Linked DNA regions of Arachis hypogaea: region 1 is linked to region 2. Evidence: chromatin contacts called from public Hi-C data. All regions are on one chromosome and are shown on one strand. Each heading gives the region's core, a stretch centred on a gene start, on an enhancer-like site or on the middle of the called end of the contact. The rest is flanking DNA. Distances are from core to core; before and after follow the strand shown.

The links. A called contact is a pair of places that touch in the nucleus more often than the background predicts.
Region 1: a contact with region 2 is called in a Hi-C map of leaf, with 1.9 times the contacts expected there. The contact joins the promoter of LOC112732834 here to the promoter of LOC112732825 in region 2. A contact is called at or near these places in 4 of 8 Hi-C or Micro-C datasets (all in leaf).

The regions. Positions count from the first base shown.
Region 1 is chr13:115,904,976-115,911,924 of arahy.Tifrunner.gnm2.J5K5, reverse strand. LOC112732834 (gamma carbonic anhydrase-like 2, mitochondrial) reads right to left here and starts at 3,058. Exons shown (of 2, transcript XM_025781644.3): 1 at 2,518-3,058; 2 at 270-964. The coding sequence starts at 2,908. The coding sequence ends at 588.
Region 2 is chr13:115,715,182-115,722,257 of arahy.Tifrunner.gnm2.J5K5, reverse strand. LOC112732825 (CBS domain-containing protein CBSCBSPB1) reads left to right here and starts at 5,229. Exons shown (of 14, transcript XM_025781631.2): 1 at 5,229-5,662; 2 at 5,736-5,895; 3 at 5,987-6,119; 4 at 6,215-6,352; 5 at 6,516-6,597; 6 at 6,721-6,834; 7 at 6,921-6,987. The coding sequence starts at 5,538.

The DNA of each region.
Region 1 (6,949 bases), core at 1,809-4,308, 190 kb before region 2:
CAAAGCATATCAGATACAAGTACGATTGATGCTATTGGGTCTACTCTGGTCCATTTATTACTTTTAAAATCATGGGATATAAATCAAACATGAAATGTAACCATGACTGGAAAAAAAAAACAACTATTGGGTCTACTCTGGTCCATTTATTACTTTTAAAATCATGGGATATAAATCAAACATGAAATGTAACCATGACTGGAAAAAAAAAAAAACTATTATTTACCAATGATCATCGAGGTAATACAAATTTAAAACACAGAATCCAGTTTTCTTTTGGTACAAATTAATATAACTTATTAATCAAATTAAGTCCATTTTTAATACACTTGCTTCAAACAACCAAAAAGAGACATACCCCCATCAAATGGGGAAGTAGAAAAAGAGTGCCCATATCTCGCAAGATGCATCTCGTCTCTTGACAGATTACTCGAGTCAATTATATGGGACATCATGTCTTAACTCTCGTAACTTGCAGCAAGGAATACAACAAAAACACAGAAGTTTTCTCTCACTGTTCACATTATTATTTCCTTACAAGCAAAATTCCAGCTAACATCAACATTGAGGAATGGCAACCTGGGATATCAAACAGAAATACCTAATGATTTCTTGAACTTTTCAACTTCCAAATATACTGTAGAATAGGGAAGGAACTCTGAGTAATGATCTCTGCTCAGATCGTTTATCGCAATAGCGAGCTTGGGGATTTCTACTATTTCTTCATGGGTCAAAGACCTAACAAACCTGGCAGGATTTCCTGCCCAAAGTTCACCTGATGGAATTCGCCTCCCTGGCGGAAGAACTGACCCAGCTTCAAGGATTGACTGTGTTTCCACTAGTGAACCTTCCATGAGGATGGAGCGCTGCCCAATGATGCACTCTGGCTCAATAGTGCAGGACCTCAACAGGGAGTATGCCCCAACCGTCACATACCTCTCTATAGAAGTCTCAGCTGGAAGGCCTAATTTACAGAAGAAAGCATATGCAATAAATAAGCAATACATACACAAATATATAACCACCACCAGCAGCAACAACAACAACAAAGTTTTATTCCACCAGATGGGGATGATTAGACAAGGATCAAATGATTCACTGATGTCATATCAAACCATGCTACAGTTTTTCTTGGCCTCCCTCCACCATTACTTGGATTACCCCCATCAAATTCACTCTCTTTATCATAGCTTCCATAGACATTAGTGTATCAACTCATTTAATGCAACACTGTAAAAGAATCGAGCCTTCAAAAGTGAAGTAACTGGATTAATTACCCCCCTTATCCACATTTCTCTATCTGAAAAGTCCAAATATGATAGGAAACGACAATTTTTGGTTTATATATATGGCTTATCCACATTTCTTTATCAAGCCTTCAAAGGTGATTCTTAATAAAGGAAAGCAGGAGCTTGGAAATCTATGATGTATTAAGAGTTATAAGTATAAGCAACAGAATTAACATAATGAACTTGTAAATCTCTAAACAATTAAGAAAAACTGAATTGTACTTCCACCATAAACAGCACCAACAGCAAAGAATTCAACAATTAAAGAACATAAATATAGGGATTAAAGTATTTCGATGATGCCAAAAATTATTACATGCTTCCGTCCCTGCTAAAAGCAAATTAATGGCTTTATACTAGAAGCTCATATCTATCGAGGCACAGGTAACCATCCAATTGTACTCCAGCTTCTCGAGTTAAATGACACAGTGACACAATAGTTGAGAAAGGGAAGAAAGCAATTGGAAACGGTTGAAAATGACCAGAAAACTGAACCATTCATCAATTTACTATTAGAAGTTAAGAATCCATTAAATCGTGAAACAAAAAGAATAAATCAAAGGCTAGCTAATAATATATGATGATTATGTGCCAACACTAAGAGATTTGAAAACAGATTATCAAATGAACTCATTTAAGCTAGTTTATCTTTCACCATTGCAATATGGCATTACAAGTGTTGCAGAGGACATAACATCAAGCATATTTACAAGTTAAAGGCTTACATCACGCAAGATCCGATATAAAAATATGAAGCACAGACAAGTATGAAGGATAAGGATATAATGCGAATAAAACAATGTATAAAAATCTTAGGACGCAATTCAGCTGCAAGACATTATATTAGGTGAATTATGATTTCAATTTTGGCATAAACTGTGGCGAACATGCTAAAATACACAATCTTGATTGTTGTAGAATTTTCATATACATATACATAGGCATAACATTAAAAAAATAAAATAAAAAGGCGAAAAATCCAATTAATAGGATAAAACATTTCCAAAGCATGAATTTTATGAATCTAAACCCCTAGAAACTAGCATGTGGCTACCTGCTCAGAAAGAAACCACCTGCTCAAATAAATGAACAATTTGCAACGCCAAAACAAAACTCCCGCTGTTTGATGTTATATTTCATCAGAAAGCAAACAAACTCAACGAAAATTACAAGCTATTGTAACGGTAATAACCTAACAGAAAAATATAAAGGGGGAAAATAACCTAACCTGTGGGAGAAGACCAAGCAGCGTGAAGGACGCAGCGCTCCTGAATGTTGGAACAGAATCCAACAGTGATCTTGTTGAGATCGCCGCGGAGGACGGCGCCGGGCCAGACGGAAGCAGCGTCCCAGACAGTGACTTGTCCGGCGAGGACGACATTGGGTGCCACGTAGGCATCGACAGCGACCTTCGGGAGCCACTGACCCAGCGGGATTATCTTCCTTTGCCCTCTGTAGTCCCAATTCACCCGATCCGGCGATGCAGTTATCGAATTGGGAGCTTGCGTCGCAAAAGCGCGCTCAGCTGTGTGCAGCAGCTGTGGCGATTCCACGTGGCGGTTTGCTATTGTGTGAGCACTCCTTAGGGCTCTTCTAGAGAAGCGTGCTAGACTCGCCATGAGACACAGTGAAAGAGAGAACTGTGATGGTGAAACAGTGAGTGTGGAATCGGAGATGGTGGGTGTGAGACGACAACAGAGAGTGAGGGAAGGGGGAATGTGTCTCTGGACTATCCAAGAGAACCCGGGTATTTTAAGCCCAATATATGATTTACTGGTTTCACAAGTTGGGCTAACAATTTTAGCCCGGTCCAATTGCTTGTTTACTCTTACACTACATTCTTTTTATTATTTTTTTCAATAATTTGTATAGTGATATTAATTTTGAAAAAAAAATGATAAATACTAATATCCTAAGTTTTATAGGAATATTTTGCTATATAAAACTCCATAATAAATAACTAAAATATTAATCTATATCTATCTATATTAAATTATTAATAAAAAAAATTTACTAAATAATCATATTTCGATGTCTAATATGTTCTACAACTTCCTTAAACGGAATTTTTTTTCTAAAATAAAATAAAAAAATTTTGTTTATATCATGGTCCATTACAAGAGTCAGACTCAAAATGATTAAAAGTTCAATCAACACTCTATAGAGCAAGAATTCATATCTATACCGTGGTCTACCCGACCTGAAAGAGGTCGAACATAGCATATGGGTTTAACCCTACTTGTTTAAATAAATAACTAACTCTTATATATTTTCTTACTGATTTAGAAAGGATATCTACACAACTCCTAGATAAAAGGGAGAAAATAACTACTAAGATAAGTGGATAAGCTACCAAACAAGCAACGGATTGAAGGAGAGGACTCGACTCAAGATCTCGACTATACGTATAGAGCTTTTCGTTTCACTACGTTCAACTTATTCCACTTGTTTGGATAACTTATCCCAAGGAGTGAAGCTACAATAGACCCAACCCTATTCATAAAGATAATTTATTTTCCCTACTATTATAAGTACCTTGACACCTTCAGGTATTTTTCGAACTCCAATCTACTAAAATCCTGCCTAAAATTCTTGTTAATTTGAGCATCAGAGTTTCTTGCAGGTTATCCCACCATCCTCTCTAAAGAGCTCGGACAACAACCCCTTACTAAGGAGACATAGGAGTATCTCATTTCAAAAGAAGTCTGGACCTCACGTTCAGACTCAGATCACATTGATTCTAGGTAAACCTAGGAACATTGGCGTCATTATCGGGGACCTGAAAGTCTATACCCAACCATGGCGGACAACCATCCTAAAGATGGACATACTGTATCAGAATCAGAACCTGATCAACACAATGACGATCATGCAATTGTCATACCCCTGTTCCGTAAAGCATGTTTAGAAATTTAAAACTTTCCTACTGAAGCAGCAATCATGGGGCTCGTTAATGGCCTCAAGGAAAGTCTCTTCTCACAATTCATTTCAAAGAGACATCCGACCTCTTTGTATAAGGTTTAGGAGCGAGCTGAAAAATATATCAATATGGAACAAACTGCACAATTAAGAAGACTTACCTCTAAAAAAATCAGTATCAACTTTGGGAAAAAGAGAAGGAGACCAAGAAAAAATAATACAATAACTCAGACAAACCCAGAAGATATCACTCTTACAGTCCTCTATAGGTCTCACTAGTTGATGTCTACAAAGAGATCTGTCACATTGAAAAAATATCACCTTCCAAGCCCATTAAAAGTAAGAAAGAGAGAAATTATTCAGAATATTGTGAATATCCTAAGATCTACGACATTCTACCGACGATTGTTATGACCTCAAAAACGTAACTAAAAAGTTGGCCAGAGATGGTCGGCTGGACAAGTACCTAGCTAGGAGGTCAGACGACAATAGTAAAAGAAAGAGAGCTTAATACCGACTATAATGAACCCCTGAGAGGCATATCTACATGATCGCTGGAGGATTCACAGAAGGAGAGATAACAAAATCCTCTCACAAAAGATACTTGAAAGAGGTCTACCAGGTCGGAAAGAACACTGAGACGCCCGACCTGCCTACAATAACCTTCACAAAAGAGGATGCTAACAGTATCGTGCCTGGATATGATGACCCAGTAGTAATCACAATGATCCTCGCTAATGCAAACTTTCACAGAACATTGGTAAACCAAGGAAGCTCGGTCGATATTCTATTCAAACTAGCTCTAAGAAGTTAGGCCTAGAAGAAAAGGACTTGAGAGCATATCCAGACATACTTTTTAGTCTAGGGAACTTTCTTATCCAACCTTTGGGGTTCATATCCCTCTACACCACCTTTTTTGATACAGGTATGAAGGCAAGAACCCTAAGCATAGATTACATCATAGTGGATATATCATTAGCCTACAATGCCTTGATAGGTCGGTCAACATTAAATCGACTTACGATAGTCGTATCAATACCTCATTTTTGCATAAAATTCCCTACCCTAAAGAGAATAGTAACCTAGGGGGAGACCAGAAGTTAGCTAAAAAATGTTACAATAAAAGTTTGAATCTACGAGGTTGCATAAAGGGAAAAGAGGCCAATTCAATAGAGCTTGGAGGACTCCGAATTTGTGAAGAATTGAGACCTCAACCTGAAGAAATAATAGATGTACAAATATGAGAAGAAGCCGAAAAAATCATAAGTGTGGGAGCCAACCTGGACTCCAAGTTGAAATAAGAGCTTGTTCAGCTCCTACAAGAAAACTCTAACTTCTTTCCATGAAAAGTTGTGGATATGCCTACCTCGACTTCATGTGCCACAAGCTAGCTGCGTATCCCAGTTTCCGACCCATGTAGCAAAAACAACGAAAACTCAGCCTCGAAATAGCACAAGTCGTGAAAGAACAAGTCCAAGAACTACTAGAAGCCGAATTCATAAAGTAAGTTAAATAACTTTTATGGCTGGCCAATGTCATATTTGTAAAGAAGCAAAATGGGAAGTGGAGGATGTATGTTGGTTATACTGAGCTCAACAAAGCATGTCCAAAGGACCTTTACCCTTTCCTTTATGGATGCCTACTCGGGATACAATTAAATCTCGATGCATGAACCAGACCAGAAAAAGACATCCTTCATCACCCCTAGGGCCAACTATTATTATGTTATCATTCCCTTTGGGTTGAAAAATGCTATGTGGATAACGTGCTAGTGAAGAACAATGATGAATCCATCCTACTATCCGACTTGTCACAAGTGTTCAGCATAATAAGATAGTACGGGATGAGGCTAAATACCACAAGGTGCATTTTCAGAGTAGAAGCAAAAAATTTCCTGGAATTCATTCTCACTCAAGGAAGCATTGAAGCTAACTCGGACAAATGTAGGGCCATTATAGATTTGCAAAGCCCGACCTACTTGAAAAAGCTTCTACCATTGTTTGCAATACTTAAAAAATGGTATGATTTTCAATGGACTCAAGAATGTGAATATGCCTTTCAAAAATTTCAAGAATTCAAAAAATTCTGAAGCGAGCCTCCCATATTAACCAGACCTAAAGTGGGAAAAGAGCTCGTACTATACCTAACTGTCGCTGACAAGGCTATAGTCTCAACCTTCATATGAGAAGGTGAAGAAAGGAAGAAGCCTGTTTATTTCACAAGCAACGCATTGCAAGGGTTAGAATTAAACTATCAAAGGATAGAAAAATTTCCTATGCTCTTGTCTTAACTTTCAGAAGATTGTGACCTTATTTTCAAGATCACACCATTAAAGTTTGAACAAATCAACCTATGAAGCATATCCTATAAAAAAACAAATATTGTCAGGAAAATGATGTAGTGGGCTACGAAAATGTTTGAGTTTGACTTAAAATATGAAGCTCGAACAACCATTAAGTCGTAGTATTTGGCCAACTTCCTTGCAGAATATATTGGGGAATAATAAGGGAGCCCCAGGACTTCGAACCTGTATTTAGATGACTCGTCAAATAAAGCTGATAGTGGGACACGGATCATCCTTGAGAATGAAGAAGAAACTCGGGTAGAACTCTCACTAAAGTTCGACTTCCTGGCCTCCAACAACCAAGCTGAGTTTGAAGCCATGCTTGCAGGTCTGCGAATGGCCAAAGAAGTCGGTGCCTTAAAGGACACAGTTTTTAGTGGTTCCCAACTAGTAACCT
Region 2 (7,076 bases), core at 3,980-6,479:
ACAAAAGGTGAACGTTGCTTTTGGTGAAAGCAATTTGGAGGGATTTGCTTGAGAGATGAAATCGGGCTTGGGTTGGTTCTTTTCAAGTTCAGCCTGTTTGCTTTCTATTCATCACCTTTGGGCTTTTATTGTTTTGTAGCCACCAGCTTTGGTTTTATTTTCCATCTTATTGGGCTGCTGCTTTGTTTTTCTTTGGCCTGCAACACTTAATCAAATTCAATTAAAAACTAATTGGTTAATTAGCCCAATAAAATAATGTTTGTCATCATCAATTAATTTAGTTAATTTCTTAACTCAACAACCCTAAACAATTCAAAAAATAAACCAATATGGAATTATATGACTTAAGAAGCAATATTCATCAACAATCAAGTAGTATGCATATAAAACTAAATATCTTAACAACCTAAATCCATTTACCTAAATCTAACCGATCTTAACAACCCAAATCCACTAAAACTAAAAAATTGAGTGTAACTAAAATCAAACTAACGAACTAAAATAGTATGCATATAAAAGACTTAAAATAGTACTCATGCTGTCAAACTATCAAGCTAAATCATCATCCGTACGATGGAAGTTGGTGGAGGGCCATCTGACTTGGATCCGTGAGAGAATTCTTAAACCGCGGTGTCTATCGCTGGAGACATCGTCGTCGTCAAAACAGTGGGCTGCTGAGCGGATGGAGGTGGTGGAGGAGTCCACTCTGGTGAAGCAGCCGGATGACTTCCCAGTTGCAAGGGTGGTGCAGCAGCAGGAGCCACATAGTTGGAAGTAGGGACCATTATGAACGGTTGATCCAGTGCACCCATTGCCTGTGACGTTCTAGTGAATTCAGAGTTGAAGACGATGACCGAGAAGTCCCAGGGGTACCAGTAGACACCCTCCCACTACCATGACCACGAGGCCAATTCGTGACACCTCTACCTGTCGTCATGTCTGAAAAGAACATACGAATTAAATTTAAATTTGTATCCATTAACTTTCACTAAAACTTTCAAAAATATAATTCTTTACTTATAATTAATCAAATTAAAATCTTATAAAATTCAAATTTGCAACAACAATTTCTGTCATTCTTATTTTTCATTTTCATTCAAAACGATATAAAAATTTTGACAAAACCTCTCCTAAAATTCATATTTTTCCACCTTTTAAGGTTCCATCCAAATTAAATATCTCTCAACCCTACTCAACTTTTTAAATATCAAACAATTTACTCAACATAAATTTTCTTGATTTGTTATCTTTAATTTTCTTGAAGTTATTAATTTTTTCAATCATTAAGGCAACAAATGAGGGTTCAAATCCTAATCCACCCACCAAGAGGCTTCAAGCATTGTTAGTTTGTTACTAATAAATTTTAGTTGTAGAGCTATTAATCCTTTTTTAATCTTTAATCAACTTCAACTCAATCATTTAAACAAACTTCAAGAACATAAATCATAATACCTAAAACGTTAATCAACTCAAAAACTCAAATCATAATACTAATTAACAACTAAAACCTAATTAATCCTAAATTTAACAAAAAATAAACAGAAAAATTAATTAGAAAATGATCATATTATCGGAGAAGGGAGACAGGTGCCTGGAGGTGGCTACTGGTGGTCGCCGGAACGTCAACAGCTATTGCTGGAGGCAGAGAGAGCAACGACGACAAAATGCTAGTGGTGGCCGACGCTATAGGAGCAGCTGACAGAAGTCGTTGGGAGAGAGAGAGAAAGAGAGAGAGAGAGAGAGAGAGAGGAGGCGAGAGGGGCGTTAGAGGGGCTATCGGAGAGGGCTGTTGAGGGAGAGATAAGAGGTTATAGAGAGAGAGAGAAAAGGAGGCGAGATGGTGAGGAGAGAGAGAGAGAGATTCGAAATGAGGGGAAAGAAGGTTTGTAGTTCGAATTTAGGGCACAATTACCGTCAGATTTACCGGTAAATATATCCGGCGGTAAAGTTTCACCGTTCTCCAAAACGCAATGTTTCACTAATCCATAATGCACGTGCCAATTACTTTTTTACCTCCAAATATCACCAACGAATTTAACATCAAAAAATAGAAGTCGACGGTATTTTTTTTGACGAATTTATTGTCAAATCCGTCGATAAATTCCGATGCTAATGTCCGACCATAAATTTGACGATAAATTTTTTGGTACTCAACATTTTTTTTGTAGTGCATCATATAGAATCGACTTCATTATCAAATGATAGATGAGTGGTTGAATGATTATTTGATTATATATATAAAAAGAGATGTTCAATCAAATTGATAATAAAATAATTATTTAATATTTTTAAAACATAAAAATAAAAAAAATACCTTTAAGATTTTAAAAAAATATTAGCAATAATGTAATTTTTTATATTTAAATAACTAATATATACTTATATTTTATGATTTAAATTTAATATATTTTTTAATAATAATATTTATTATTTTTATCTCCTAACATAAATGGCTGCACTACTCATACCGTTGTATGAGTTTTACCGGTATACATTGACAATACAAATTGTTTTATATATTGTTAGCCATTAGAATACAATGATTTGTCAAAAGAATTTACTATAACATCAAATATGATAGTATATAATTAGATAACACTAAGAAACTATAATTATTGTTGTACATTAAATTCATTCGTTATAGGCCCTACTTATCCATTAAATCCAAATAAAATCATAGAGAAATCTCTATGCTATCCAATTTGGCATTCAATCTGGAACTAATTTGTAATTGTAATAAGTCTAGGATATAAATTATAAGAGTATTTTAGTTTTACTCTCATTTTATTTTGGATCTGATTAAATGTCATATAAATATTTATAAAATTATATATTATAAAATTTAATTTAAAATTTAATGTGAAATTTGTCATTTCCATATTTATTTTTATTTTAAGTTAAACTTAAATTATTTTTAATTATTTCAAAAGCTAAAAAAAGAGGAAAGTATCGTTTTTGTTCCCAACATTTAGGATAAGTTCTAAAGTTGTTCTTAACGTTTCAACCGTCCTAAGTCCCTAACGTTTTAAAATTGGTTCAAAGTTGTCCTGCCGTTAGAGATCCGTTAATAGAATTGACGGCGGGACAAAATTGAGACGATTTTGAAACGTTAGGGGTTTAAATAGAACGAAAACGTTGAGGACAAAAACAATACACAGAAATAAATTTTAATTTTATCCTTCAATAATATCAATTTTTTACTGTATATAATATTCAATTATTTTTAATCACATCTAAGTAAATTATACTTAATCACACTAGCTACTTTCATTCTAAATAATTTTTTTTTATAACTTTAAGTGTAAAATTATAAAAAAAATAAATTTATTTAGAATGAAAGTAATGTGATTAAGTGTAATTTACTTAGATGTGATTAAAAAATAATTGAATACTATATACAGTAAAAAATTGATATTATTGAAGGATAAAACTAAAATTTATTTCTATGTAATGTTTTTAATTTTTATCCCTAACGTTTTGGTCCTATTTAAGTCCTTGAAGTTTCAAAATCGTCTCAATTTTGTCCCGCCGTCAATTTTGTTAACAGATCTTTAATGGTAGGACAATTTTGAAATGTTAGGGACTTAAATAGGACTATTGAAATGTTAAGGACAACTTTGGAACTTACCCCAAAAGTTGAGGACAAAAACGATACTTTACTTCTAAAAAAAATAAAATTTTGTGATTATTGAGAATTTTGTGCATTTAGATTAAAAAATAAATTAGAATTTTATAAATAATTACAAAAAAACTTACATTAAATTGATTTAGATTATTTTTTTTACCAAATTGATAAGAAACTGACAAAAAAATAGAATAATAAAATATAAGAGTACAATTGAATATATCTAATTTATTTGAATATATTTTGATTGAGTTCTTTTACAACGTTACAATAATAATATTATAATAATAATATTACAATGTTCATTTAATAAGTTTAATAAATTATACAAATAACAATATATTACTAATTTTTCGTAAAAATTAATACTCAATGCAAATTTTAATTTTTAATCATTTTAATTATTATAGAAGTCAAAAGTAATACCTAAAATTAATTCTATTAGAATCGTTCTAAGAGAGAATATAGAATAACAACACATATACTAAACATTACGAACAACAAATTAAAAAAAAATATTAAATTAATTTTAAAATTTAAATTTTTAATTAATTAAATATTTTAAAATTTGAAAATTTAAAATTAGCATCGCTAAACTTATGCACACCACTTACGGGTCATCTCATCACACCGTAACAACTTTTCCGACCTTTGCCACGCAACCACCACAGTGTCCTGCCGGTCCACATCCACATTTTGCCATTGCCGCTGGAGGCAACTTTGACTTAAGATGCTTGTCCATTCGAGATTGCTGCAGTCCCACGATACCCGTGCAGCTGCAGCCACTGCTGTTTTGCGACATGGTGGGATAAGCCAATTTATTGTTACATCCGATAGAAAATATTAAAAAAAAACCCTACGAACTGAAGAACCTGCGCGTTACTGTGTCAATGATATTGCTGTAGTTGGCGGTGACAGCGGAATATAGGCGGCGGTGGGACCGACTCAGGGCTAGTGTACCGACACCTTTGACCTGCGGCTTCTTGCTGCTGTTGCTCGGTCTATGGCACCGATGAAAAGTGGCAGCACAACTTCGAGCAGGGGTGCGGCACCGTGCGTGAAAGTGTGGAGTAGAAGGAGAATGGGAATGGTAGCAGAATAGTAATGATGCGTCTGGTAGGAAAGTCGGCACAACACCGGCTTGATAGGGAGAAAACTCGACAGCGCTGAAGTTGGCTGGTGAGGTAGGAAACGATGCGCAATCAGAATTTGGGGAGTGGTAGTGCTGTAGTAAAAGGATTAAAAAGTAGATGATTAAAGTGTAAAAAGTAAAAATAAAATTTTTAAGAGAATAATCGGGGATGAATTTTCTTTTTTCACTTTTTGTTTGTCAAAAATGCAGTCAACTGTTTACGTTATTTACAATTTTCGTTGTTTAGCTAACGAAATTGTTGCTCTAATTATTCATTAATTTTGCTAACATATATACTTTGTGCAAGGTAGGTATTTATTAGGTGCTAATTCAATGCTTTTGTTCTAATAATAGTATATGTTCATTATTATTTTTAATTTAAATTTTAAAAAAGTTAATAAAATGTAAATTAATGTAGTCTGCGTTATTGAAATGGAATAAAATAGACAAAGCAGAGTGACTTTAGTCATTAGTGAGAGTGATAGTGTTTCTGCTACTACCATTTTAGCGCAAGGGGATGAATGCAAATTTGGAGGGCTCACATTTGAGAGTAATACGTGTAGAGTCCAGCGTAGTTCGTGTGTCCTACAAAGCGGGAGCAAGTCATTTATCGTATTGGCTCCATGGGAATAGCCTTCAACGTCTCCTCTCCCATCTTTCTCTTTGTCTTGTTATTATTTTTGGTCATCAACTTTTCCCTCTCAATCAATCGTTTTAATTTCTCCTTCGCGGGCTGGTCCTCGGGAATATCATTTCCCGGCCACCGCTCATCCAACCAACATGGCAAATCACGGTCGAAGGAGTGTGTCATTGACCAACAGTCCCTCACGCCCTAAGAAGAAGAAAAACTTCTCTTCCGAGCTTTCATCCCCTGATATTCGAAAATCCTTTACTCCTCAACGCACGTATGTTCTCTATCTCTCTAATTGTTCTTTCACTTTTCATCCTGTTCTCTCTAATTGTTTGTGATTGGAACAGGGGAGAGAGAACTGTGAGGTCATTAAGACTTTCAAGAGCATTGACAGTTCCCGACTCAACAAGTATTTCTGAAGCATGTCGTCGTATGGCTGCTCGCAAAGTCGATTCTCTTTTACTAACCGATTCGAATGCTTTGCTCTGTGGAATCCTGACGGACAAGGTATATACGACGTGAAACTCTCTGGATCTTATTCTGTTATGCAAGAACTTAATTAATTCATGAAGTTCATTCCTCTAATAACTTGATGAAGGATATAGCTACAAGAGTTATTGCGCGCGAGGTTAATCTTGAAGATACACCCGTTTCCAAGGTTATGACAAGGAATCCAGTATTCGTCCTTTCCGATACTCTTGCTGTGGAAGCACTCCAAAAGATGGTTCAAGGTTGGTATATATACATTCATTTTTCATGCAAGTATCATGCGTTACGTTGCAGGGTCTTTCATATAATCTTGTACGATGTATATATATACCATCAGGAAAATTCAGGCATTTACCTGTGGTGGAAAATGGAGAAGTTGTTGCCATACTTGACATAGCAAAGTGTTTGTATGATGCCATTGCGCGTCTTGAAAGGGCAGCTGAGAAAGGAAAGGCAATTGCAGCGGCTGTTGAAGGTATCGAAAAACACTGGGGACCATCTGCTTCTGGTTTGTAGAGTATCTTCATTAATTAATCAATTAGTTTTATGATTTCTTATTAATTAGGGAACTCATCATTGGACAGAATTAACTATTCCAGTATCTGCTTCATGCTAATTTGATTTATGCCTTAATGCAGGCTCCAATTCCTCATTCTTGGAGACTCTTCGGGACCAGATATTCAAGCCTTCTTTGTCTACAATCATTCCTGAGAAATCAAAGTAGGTAATTACTTTTAGATGTTTGAATTGAATAACCTGGCCTTTTATTTGTTTGTATTTTTAATCTGGAGTTATTACCTACCGGCAATCCAAGTTAATGTTGCAGATTCTGGAACCTTTCAGGGTTATAACAGTTTCACCAACGGACACAGTTTTGGCAACAACAAAGAAGATGCTTGAACTTCGTGTCAGTTGTGCTGTTGTCATGGTTGATGACAAACCTTGTGGTATCCTCACGTAAGTATTTAATTATAGCCAGTTTATTTATTCTCTGAATTCTCATACCTTATTGGTGGACTATATAATATGCCTACTAATTTCAGTTCAAAGGATATCTTGATGCGAGTAATAGCACAAAACCTTCCTGCATCAACAACTCTTGTTGAGAAGGTACATCATGATCTATCTAGTCACATATATTTAGGACCATTTTCCCTACCATGTAATATATAATAATCATATAATTGTCCTTCTCTTCT